Regions from separate parts of the Danio rerio genome. Here region 1 is linked to region 2. The links are chromatin contacts, called in public Hi-C maps. All regions are on one chromosome and are shown on one strand. Each heading gives the region's core, a stretch centred on a gene start, on an enhancer-like site or on the middle of the called end of the contact. The rest is flanking DNA. Distances are from core to core; before and after follow the strand shown. Region 1 overlaps si:ch211-143l19.3 (a long non-coding RNA gene). Region 2 has its middle 8.9 kb from the start of atp11c.

Region 1 (5,737 bases), core at 1,228-3,727, 57 kb after region 2:
ATTATATGTGTGTCTGTATTACATGTTATTCAGATATTTTGCATTTTAACCCAATTTTTCAACTAGGTTACATTTTTCCAAAAATTGCTAATTCTTACGAGACAATGACTTTGTTTACAAGAACACTAGTAATCTAGTTATTTGCCTTAATCTGAATAAAACAATAATTTGATTAAGGTGTTTACATGTGCTGCTTTTTGAATGTTACTTTCATGATCCCGTTTTAAATGTTATAGCACATAGATCAACTTTAGATTGAGTTAATTAAAAATCGCTGTTTACATGGTTGACTCTTAAACAAAGTTTTGTCTTAGATTAAAATTGGTGTATTGGCGTCCATGTAAACATACTCAATTAGATTACTGATGTCCATGTAAATGTAGGCAATGAAACGAATAGAAAAATTTGTCAATATGTCTTTTTATGCAATGTAAAATGTACAAAATAAAATGAAAAGGTCCTGATTTGACTCATTAAAATGATTAAAATGAAAATTACAATATTGGAGTTTCATATTTATGAAGTCAAATTTTTTTTTTCATATTTAGTAGACTAGAGTTAAGTAATTAAATTACTTATGGAGTAAATAATTGTCTTTTAATACTAATTAGAAAGGAAATTTGAATACAATTATAATGATGCAATTGGAGGATGGTGCGGTGGTGCAGTGGGTAGCTTCGTCACCCCACAGCAAGAAAGTTGCTGGTTCGAGCCTTGAAGTTTGCATGTTTTGCTCTTGTTGCCAGTTTTCCTCTGGGTGCTCCTGTTTTTCCCACAAGCCTAAAGACATGCGCTATAGGTCAATTGGGTAGGCTAAATTGTCCTTAGCGTTTGTGTGTGATTCAGAGTGCATGGGTGCTTCCCAGTCATGGGTTGCAGCTGGAAAGGCATGAACTGTGTAAAGCATATGCTGGATAAGTTGGTGGTTCATTTCTCTGTGGTGACTGCTGATGAATAAAGTGACTAAGCTGAAAAGAAAATGAATGAATTATTTTTTTTATTTCACAAATAGCCACTGACTGTGACTGAGGAAAGTTAGATGTGCTGGCCAGTTTATTATTTGCCTAATAAATCCCAATGGGCTCCCGTTTTTAGTTTAATAAATTAACAGATTCCTATTTTTTTTTCTAATGATATATTATGCAATACATTTGTATATTAAAAATAAGTATGTATTCATATGTCTTTATTCTGAATCTAGAGGAATCTTTTTGGTACTTTAAAAAGTGTGGTTATGAAGACCATCCGACAAGCTAATCCAGCTAAAAATAGTGCTTAATATTTTACAAAAATGCAGCTTTAAAATCTCATAATTACATAGAAAATGTGACAAATAACTGTAAAAAGGTCCACATTTTTAGAAAAAGAACCACCCCTTACACCAAGCTGTCTGCGGGTCTGTATAGGGTATAAACTCACAGAAGCAAAATAATTGTTTAATATTTGTTATTTAGATATTTTGCATTATAACTCAATTTTTCAATTAGATTCGATTTGATGTGTAAGAGACAAAAAACAAAAAAGTAAGAAATGTGTCAATATGTTATGTATGCAATATGAAATTTACAAAATAAAACTAAAAGGTCCTGGTTTGACTAAGTAAGATTTGTAAATTAAGAGTTGCGTCCCTATTAAATAAAGTTAAGTAATTAAATTACTTATTGAATAATTAAGTTACTTTGAAGACTAATTAGAAAAAGTAATTTAAATACAATTTTAGAGATAAATAATGTTAACCTTTTCAAGTCACTTACCCAACATTGCTTTTATGGATAGTTTTTAGCCCTTTTTCTGTACAAATATCTGAACATCCTCAAATAAATATACATTTCTTTAAAAAGCTAAGTGATTTAAGATCAAATTGTTGTATTATGAGGATTATCCTGCATTATATCTTCATGCTGAAAATTGTTCATACATAATTTGCCTGATTAACATAAATTATTCTACAAAAAAGTGGTGAGAATTACATTCTGTTCACAATGTTTTCTGACTCATATAAAAAAAAGACACTCAAAATCTCCTAAAAAAAATAAAACTGTAATCTGTTTTTAATCAGCGTTTTGTGCAAATCACGGCATATTTAATAAAAACGCCTCATTTGTATACTTACAAATAAAAAAGTTTTCAATTATGAATAAAATTAATCAACTGGTAAACTATAATCAAAACTATTAGTCTAAATTTTCAGCCAAATCCCCAGATTCTCACCTTAACGACCCACCAGCAGCTCAGAGCAGTTTAAACAGCCACAACACAATACAGATGGAGCAGAACATCCCAAACTCTGATCTAGTTAATGCACTGCTGTGTCGACCCACCCAAAAGGCCTCGTTTAAGCCCGTCTCCCCCATCACACGAGCACCTGCCGGCGGACACACACCTGGCCCACAGCGGCATCCCACCGAGAGGCCCTGTGCTGCTCCACAAACCAGCCCAAATCCCCCTGAGAGAACCTGCCGAGAGCTAATGAGGAATTACAGAGGACTAGAACAGCTTTACTGGGGTTTACCTCATGCCAGTGACTCACAGGAAGACCCAGAGGCCACTAAATACACACACACACAAACTGATGCATGCTCAGGCAAAAATACTGATCCACACATACACACGCACACTAATGCAGGCTCAGGCAAAAATACTGATAGACGCGCACACGCTTTTACCCACCCATGGAATCAAATGTTATTGCTTATAGACATGACTTTGTTGGTACCGCAGCTGCGCACACCAAAACAAACACACACAACTGCAGGCTGGTACGTGCTGCTGTTTTATCCAGAAATTAGTTTTAAGGCAAACGCAAACAAATTTAAAACTGACTCAGGTTGGGTGTACAGTATAAAACACAGATGTTCATGAATCACCATATCTTCTGTTGAAAATATTTACTTTCTGAATATAGAAATAGGGATGTGTGTGTGTGTGTGTGTGTGTGTGTGTGTGTGTGTGTGTGTGTGTGTGTGTGTGTGTGTGTGTTTATGAAATTAGAGCACAGGTATCAATATGTGTGGGGACATTTGTTAGTATTGTTGTTTTCACTGTTGTTCTGTGACAAATGTTATTATTTTTAATGCTCATGAAATCTATTTTATTGTAAAGTATTATATTAATTGTCTTGTTTTAGTATTTCTACACTGTAAAACCCAACAGTCAACTTTATCAAATAAAATGAGTGTAGTTAACTCAAAATTGACTGAAAGCTAATTCTACTCATTTGAAAAGAGTTTTGAACTCAGTGCTGAAGGTAATAAGTTAATTAAATACTTTATTACTTTAACTTTAATGGAGTAAGTTCACAGTACTCATATAGATTAGTTTTTTAACTCAAATGGTTTGTTGCAATCGGTTTGCCAAATGATTTGAGTTGCCTTAACTTATTGGGTTTTACAGTTGATTTGAGTTCTCTTCATTTATCGGGTTTTACTGTGCTCAAATTGCTTCGTTTACTCAAATGGATCAAGTTCACAGTACTCATTTGGATTAGTTCTAGAACTTAAATGGTTTGATGAAGCGGTTTCCTCAAATGGTTTGAGTTACCTTAACCTTTTATATTTTACGGTGTATATATGCTTAATTCTTCAAATGGTACATGAAGAATGCAAAAGTTCTGTCTGAAATGTTTTTATCTAAAACATTTTCATGTTCAGTATTTCATTTTAAAGCAAATTAAAATAACTTAAAATAAATGAAAAATTCATTGCATAAAAGTAAAATTACTAAAACTACACACAATTCAATTCAATTCAATTCAGCTTTATTTGTATAGCGCTTTTACAACGTAGATTGTGTCAAAGCAGCTTCACATAAATGGTCATAGTAACTGGAACAGTGTGGTTCAGGTTTTAGTGTTTAAGTTCAGTTCAGTTCAGTTTAGCTCAGTTCAGTGTGATTTAATCATTACTGAGAGTTCAAACACAACACAGCAGCCTGAGAAAAATTTTAGATGGCACTTATAGGTTTTTGCATTTAAACTCTTCATATATCCTTTAAAACTAATCTTAATATTGTTTAACTCTTAATGAAATTAACTTATTTTAAACGTGATATATTTTTTTTGTGATAACCGGAACATTGTGAAACACTTGCAATTTAAAGCTGATTCTTCATTCACTCATTCATTACCTTCAGCTTAGTTTCTAATTATTCAGGGGTCGCCACAGCGGAATGGACTGCCAACTATTCCAGCATATGTTTTACGCAGCGGATGCCCTTCCAGCCACAACCCAACACTGGGAAATAAAGCTGACTAGAATTTTAGAATAATTATTTTCCTTTAAATTAATAATATTATTCACTTTCCTTTGGCTTATTCCCTCATTTATCAGATGTCACAGCGGGATGTAGCAGCAATTAATTTGGCATATGTTTAGTACAGTGGCTGCTCTTTAAGATGTCAGTATAAATGTCAGTGCAGGGAAACACCCACACACTAATTTCACAATTTAATAATTTTATTCTTAATTATTCATTCATTCATTCTCTTTTGGCTTAGTCCCTTTATTCATCAAGGGGCGCCACAGCGGAATGAACCGCCTACTTATCTAGCATATGTTTTATGCAGCGAATGCCCTTCCAGTTGCGACCCAATGCTGTGAAACATCCATACACACTCAATACATACACTACAGACAATTTAGTTTATTTCATTTACCTATAGCGCATGTCTTTGAACTGTGCAGGAAACCGGAGCACCCGAAGAAAACACACCCGAACACAGGGAGAGCATGCAAACTCCACACAGAAACGCCAACTGGCTCAGCCGGGACTCGAACAAGCGACAACCTTCTTGCTGTGAGGTGACAGTGCTAACCACTGAGCCACCGTGTTGCCTATTCTTAATTATGTTTGTGTAAATGTCCAAATAAATATTTAAAAATTACATAATAATGGAAAAATGGGGTGAATTTGTTTGAGTGGAAACAAGAAATTTATGACAAATACAATTACCAATGACCTCTTAATTAATCATTTTCTATTTTATAATAAATCTCTATTCCTATAATGATAAAATATTCAAAATATTTATTTAACAACATCATTTACATGCCAATTTCCACATAACAGCTGCACTGTAAAAAAATTTGTAATTTAACGGTTTTTTTCTAGCAGCTGTGGGGCCGGAAGAAAAACGTAAAATAGCGAACGTTAAATTACAGAAATTTACAGTAAAATAATGAATATTAAAATACAGTAATTTACCAGAAATTTAAATTTAAGGACATTTCTTTTAATATCTATTATTTTACGATATATTTCTATAATTTATCCACACCAGCTGCCAGAAACAAACGGTATAATTAAGATTTTTTAGCACATATAACGTGTATATAGCAATTTACCTGTACACTTGCCAATTTGTATATTTGCATTCACTGCTTACTTCTATTTTCAAAATATATTTATTATCTGTTACTTATCCGGACTCTAATTCTGTTGCACTGTAGAAGCTCTGTCATGAAAACAAATACCTCATATGCAAACAAACCTGGTAATAAAGCTCTTTCTAGCTCTGACTCTGACTCTAAATTATGGTTCTTATTATCAATGTTTAAGTTGCTCATGCCAAATAGTGTTAACGTGTCAAATAGTAAATCAAGATTATTTTATAAATATAAAGTTCAACATTTAACAATATTATATAATTTCTCATTATTAATGCATTTACTGACACCTTTGCGTCACCAGTTCATTTATTTACTAAAAAACTTTGCTCTATATTCCACACCCTATAATG
Region 2 (5,495 bases), core at 603-3,102:
AATATATTGCTACACTGTAAAAAAATCAATAATAAATTAGTCATGACAACATATGTTTTTAGCTTATAGTAACTTATTAAACTAAGTTCTAACTTAATTTTGTAGGTTAGACAAGCTGTTTTAAGTCAGTTTAACATAAACATAATTCAATGGATCCATACGGTTAATTTGATTCAGCTTAAAAATTTAAGACAACTACGATTTTTTTACAGTGTAGCACAAGTTTTTTTTTTTTTTTTTTTGCATCAGTCAAATAATTTTAAAGAATACATTTAATCTCAAAAATTCAGATAATACTGCGAACAATCAGAAAAAAAAATAGAGTTCACTTTTTTGTAGAACGAACAACCTGAGTAGTTCCCTCACATTTTAATTTATTTCAAAGAAAAAGAAGATAAATAAACAAATACACATATTTAAGTGAGTAAATAAAATAAAGTTTATTATGATTTATTTATAATTACTTATATTTCTCTACATCAACAGACCTTTTAACATGGCCAAACCCACATTTCTACAGAATCCCCCTGCTGAAAAGAAAACAATCGAAATCTCATGGAATGCATAATGGTTTTAATGTTTATAATGGTAATTGAAAATGTATATGTTTAATGCTTGTTATGGTTATGTCCTAATTAAACGAATTTTGTAAGTGTATTGCATTAGAAATAAGACAGAACTTGTCGGAGGACTGACATATTGTTGCTATTTGTTGGTTTGATTCCTTCTATTTTCCTCATTTGTAGATCGCTTTGGATAAAAGCGTCTGCTAAATGTTTCAGTGTAAATAAAATGTCCATCTTGAAGTCCCCTTGCTATAAAACCCCTGCAATATGTCATAATAACACACGATGGCGCTCTAATGCAGAAAGTGGTAGCTCAGCTCATAGTAAACCTTTAGTTACTCTCTGATTAGCAAACACTAGCCTACATCCAACACTAGTTGACTAAAACAGAAAGATAAACATTTAGATAATATAATTTAAGCGTTGTATAGATATTTAGTCTGTTTTTGTAGGTTATAAAACCCGTTTTTGGTAATTGTCCAAAAATATGCAGGCTTTATTCATCCGGTAATGACACCTGATATCCTCTAATGATAAGTAGCCTAACTAGCTAATTCAGTTTAATTGTTTTTAATTGCTTGTCGCATTTTATTACTATAAAGACTCCATTTCGGTTTTGTTTTAAAAGTTCATTAGTAATATTATGATTTTACATTTACACCTGCCATTCCATCACAATCTCAATATCACACACTGTTAATATTAAAGGTTCTTGATAAGCATCGATGGTTCCATGAAGACTATTTATCAGTGGAGAGGTTTTTTTTTTACAGAGGAAAAAGATTATTGATGTTCTTTAAATTATGACAAAACGGTTCTTTAAAGAACTTTTCACCAAACAGTTCTTGAGGAAACCACAAATTTTCATCACTGTGAAGACCCTCTTTTTGGTTCTTCCTTGCAAATTTATTAGTGACAAGTTACTCTCTGTGGACAGTACTTCTTAAAAGTTGTGACACTTCCTTGGGCATCAATTTTTAAGAGAGCTCCTTTACTTTCTCTCGCTGTACACTGGGTCTTTGTCAGCAGTTCCTGTCTCTAGATGAGGCCTGGTGAGTTTTGGGTCTGGGGCAACCATAGCTGCTTTCATTGACACCTGCAGATGGGACAAAGGGCAGAGGGTGCCAACACTGAAGACAGATTGATGCTTTGTGCACAGCAGAGGCAGTCGAAGGAGAGAGAGAGAGAGGGAGAGAGCACAACTTGCTTGCATGAGTGTGTGTGTGCGTGCACGTTGGTGGAAGGGGTGGGATTAGGGGGTTTATTGGGTGGGAAGGGGTCGGGGGGGGGAGTTACAGAGGTTGTCACTCCTGTCTGTGTGAGTCCAGGCTTTAGAGGCCTCGGAGAGATGGACAGCTTTTGTGGGTTGCATCGCTGCACAATAGTGGCACTTTAATGGGCGGTGAAGCCGGAGCAGGCTTTGGCCCGGGATTGAGGGGAGCTCGCTGGCTACAGGGCCGGGGGGCAGGGGGCTGTTTTACTGCTTCTCTTAGAAGGGACTAATTCATGGGCATTGAGTCCGTCACTCATTATTCATTGAATGCGCCCAGTGCAGGAATGCAGCGGCATCAATTAGAATGTGTTAGCAGATAGCAAGGCCAAGAAGAAAAAGCCTGCTCTCCCTTTTGCTCGCGGCACAACACAGGCCCACTATAGGAGGTGTCAGAACCACAAAGCCTTTTTGTGATTCTCTCTCCATTACATTACCAGTGCAATATGTAAGGTGGGGATTCTTTTGATTCAAATTAAGTGGAAAAAACACTAAATCCTATTTTTATTCAGCAAGGATAATGGTGTTATACTCTATAAAGGTCTTTAACTACTTATCTGTGGCTTAAAATCTCCCCGGCTCCCGTTCGCTCTCTCGCTCTCTGCATTATATTTATTCAGTGGCAGTGGGTCAAAGACAGACTGTTAAACAGAGCTGCTTGTAGCATTAACTGCCGCATCACTCTTAATTGTATATCAGTGGGTCAACGGTTTGTTGTGCTGTCCCCCTTTTTTTAAAACGAGGGTATGAATTAAAACAGACTCTTGTAAGCCATTGTCGGCGGTGTGCTTGCACTGCCACTTCAGATACTTTGGCTCTTTTGAATAACGAGACCCTCTCTAACTTCAAAACAAAAGAGCGGAAAGGCTAGCGAATACTTTGATGATGGGACGTCTGTCTGAGTGATATTATTTCTTTTTTCTGAATAAAGGGGAAGCAGAGCGTGTTGGAATGCAGCGTCATCAGTGATGGCAAAATACAATCCCTTTTGATTCACTTTTTAACTAAATCTGTTTTTTTTATTTCTATAATTAGCATTCAGAAACATACAGGCAAGTTTGGAGACGGCGGCTGCTGAATTAAAAGTGCTAGCAGGATGTTTTAATGTTCAATGTGCTCAATTGCATCATCCATTTCCTCATCATTCCCCCAAACAGAAAGATCCAGCTGGCACGTGTGCGCAAATGGATTTTGGGATCCTTTTTTTTTCCCTCATTCTCCTCAGATTTAATATGAACTAACTAGGAAGAACCTCTCATAGCAAGGTGTTTGCTTGAATATGAGCAATTATGCTTCATTTGGAGCCAAATGAGGGGAATTTGCATCCACTGAAAGGAGCGCTAGTCTTAACTGTGCAGAAAGTGCAGTAAATTGGTGCAAACTGAGCAACATGCAGACATGCATCTTCAGTATAATTGTATAATTGTGGAATGACTTTAAATGCAGCCTTCCAATTAAACTTGCTTCTTCGGTGAGGCGAAAGGCAAAGGCACTGAGTCTTGATGGAAATCTGAGAATTGCCACATTGTAAAAATTGCTTCCTTCAAGGAGGATCATTTGCACCAAAATGGGAGATTTTGCAATATGGACAGATGTCTTCACACATGCGGCGGAGTGAATTGGTGAAGCTGGCATTCGCTAAGAGGGAGGGAGAGAAATACGTTGAGAGAGAACTTCCTGCCTTTTCTGGCCTCGCATATAAAAAAAACACACCACTTCCGACCGGAAAACGAGCGGGATACTGTAAATGTAATCTGACTACATTGCTCGATTCGAAAGTTCACCTTTACGGAATATAGCTGTCATTGCTGGAAAGCTGAAAGCGCTGTCGCCGATGACAAATGAGCAAATGAGAGTGTGAGGGAATGGGAATTTGTGCAGTGCCAGTGGATAGGAGTTTACAATGGTCCGACTGCTGCTGTCTGCAGGGATCCAAACAGCCAGGCCTCTGTCTGGATTAAACCCTGCTTCAGACAAAGGGGGGCTCAAGTAAACGGTTCATGAATGCTGATTAATTGATGCCATTTTTCTGCAGTGTGCCATGGAGATTTAGTTTGGGGGTTGGGTAAAGAAGTGGGTCAACTTCAAAAAAAGCGATATCCCACTTCTTCGTTCGACTTAAATGGTCACCTGAAAAAAAAGTTTTGCTTTTTAGCTTCGCTTCTGCAGACACAGAATTCAGTATAACGCGTCTAAATTGTTCTGATTTAGGTAGGGTTCCCACGATGGGGGTAGGTGGGCACAGGTGTCCTGGAACAACGTGAGGGTGGCCCAAGGCCCGAGGGGCGAAGCGCTGGCCCGTGGCCCGCTTCAATGTGGGGCTCCCAGGGGCCGGCTCAATAGGCTGGGTTCCACTTGATGGCGAGAGAAAGAGCCGTTTCAGCCACTGCCCAGCAGGAAGGATCTGCTTGTGGAAGACCTCTTTCAGGAGCCTCTGTTTGTCTGAAGGCTGTCACAGCAGATGAGTACTCAGCAAACAGCGTGAACAAGGATTTGAACCAGAAAACCAACAGAGCCTTGACAATATTGTGATTGGGGCTTGTCTCCTTAGAGGGGGCTGAATGGCCAATCGAGAGTAGGAACAAGTGTGCATTCAGAACGGGACGCGGATTCCTCATAGTCGCTTTTCAGGACAGGGCGAGAAATCATGGCAGGAAACAGAGGACTGTGTGTGCTTAGGAGAGTCAAAATCCAACAACATGTCTAATCGACAAAGAATCAAGCTAAGCCTAGATGATCCTCTGGCTGCTTCTATGGAGTGTATATGTGTGTGTGTGTGTGTGTGCGTGTCATAGTTACGGTTAAAACATATGGCCATAAATGAACAGAACAGACACTATAATGAACTGTAGGGCAACCGCTCACTTTAAGCTCACTGATACTCTATAGCTGATAGAATAAAGGTATTTCCATTCAAAATCGAGTAGACTCGTCCCTCTTTTTGGATTAGACTACGATGAGGCACTTACAATATCATTTCTTCAACTTTTAAACTGTTTAAATTAATTTGTACAGTCATTTTTCTACATTTTTATTGTCCTCAAAAATGTTTTCTCTATAAATGTCATTTTTAGGTTTGGTTAGTTTGTTGTCAATTTTATTCTGTCAACTGTTTATTTCCCCATGCAGTGAAACAGCAGCCTGGTAAGTGCTGACACCTTACAGACAAACAACAAAGTAAATAAAGAGCATGCATGAGCAATGGATAAACTGTATATGCCCTCACAAATGTCAGACAAAGCACATAGAATACACACATAGTGTGCTGGTGACGGATTTCATGGTCACCCTTGCATATGCAATGTTTTTAAATGTATAAAACTAGCATTAATACAGTCCTAAATGATTAGCAATATTAATTTTGCTGGATAATTAAATTAAAATACACAGATATAAGCACACACAAATACAAATGTATGTATTTACACACAAAATAAACCTTTATATGCATCAGAAATACATTTACACCCAGACCAAATGATGTAACAAATTATAATTAAAAAAAGGTTTTTTACCTGCAGTGCTCAAAAGAAAAAAAAACATTTTCCCTTTGATCAAAACTAAAAATGTTTTTTTTAAATGTATTACTAATATTAATATAATTATTAACAGTTCAAATTTAGAAGTCTTGCCAACATTACTGAAGGCTTTAATAAAGT

Evidence for each region. A called contact is a pair of places that touch in the nucleus more often than the background predicts.
Region 1: a contact with region 2 is called in a Hi-C map of embryo, with 2.0 times the contacts expected there. The contact joins two enhancer-like sites. A contact is called at or near these places in 2 of 18 Hi-C or Micro-C datasets (caudal fin and embryo).

What each region holds. Positions count from the first base shown.
Region 1 is chr14:37,237,519-37,243,255 of GRCz12tu, forward strand. All of the region lies in intron 7 of si:ch211-143l19.3 (a long non-coding RNA gene), which reads right to left. LOC141377549 (a long non-coding RNA gene) reads left to right here. Exons shown (of 4, transcript XR_012389852.1): 4 at 4,683-5,525. Among named protein-coding and RNA genes, the nearest start is that of sox3, 48 kb to the right of the region's middle. Within about 2 kb of position 2,478, at least 6 of the 62 cell types and tissues checked have an H3K27ac peak or open chromatin away from gene starts, as enhancers often do.
Region 2 is chr14:37,181,624-37,187,118 of GRCz12tu, forward strand. No RefSeq gene overlaps it. Among named protein-coding and RNA genes, the nearest start is that of atp11c, 8.9 kb to the left of the region's middle. Within about 2 kb of position 1,853, at least 14 of the 62 cell types and tissues checked have an H3K27ac peak or open chromatin away from gene starts, as enhancers often do.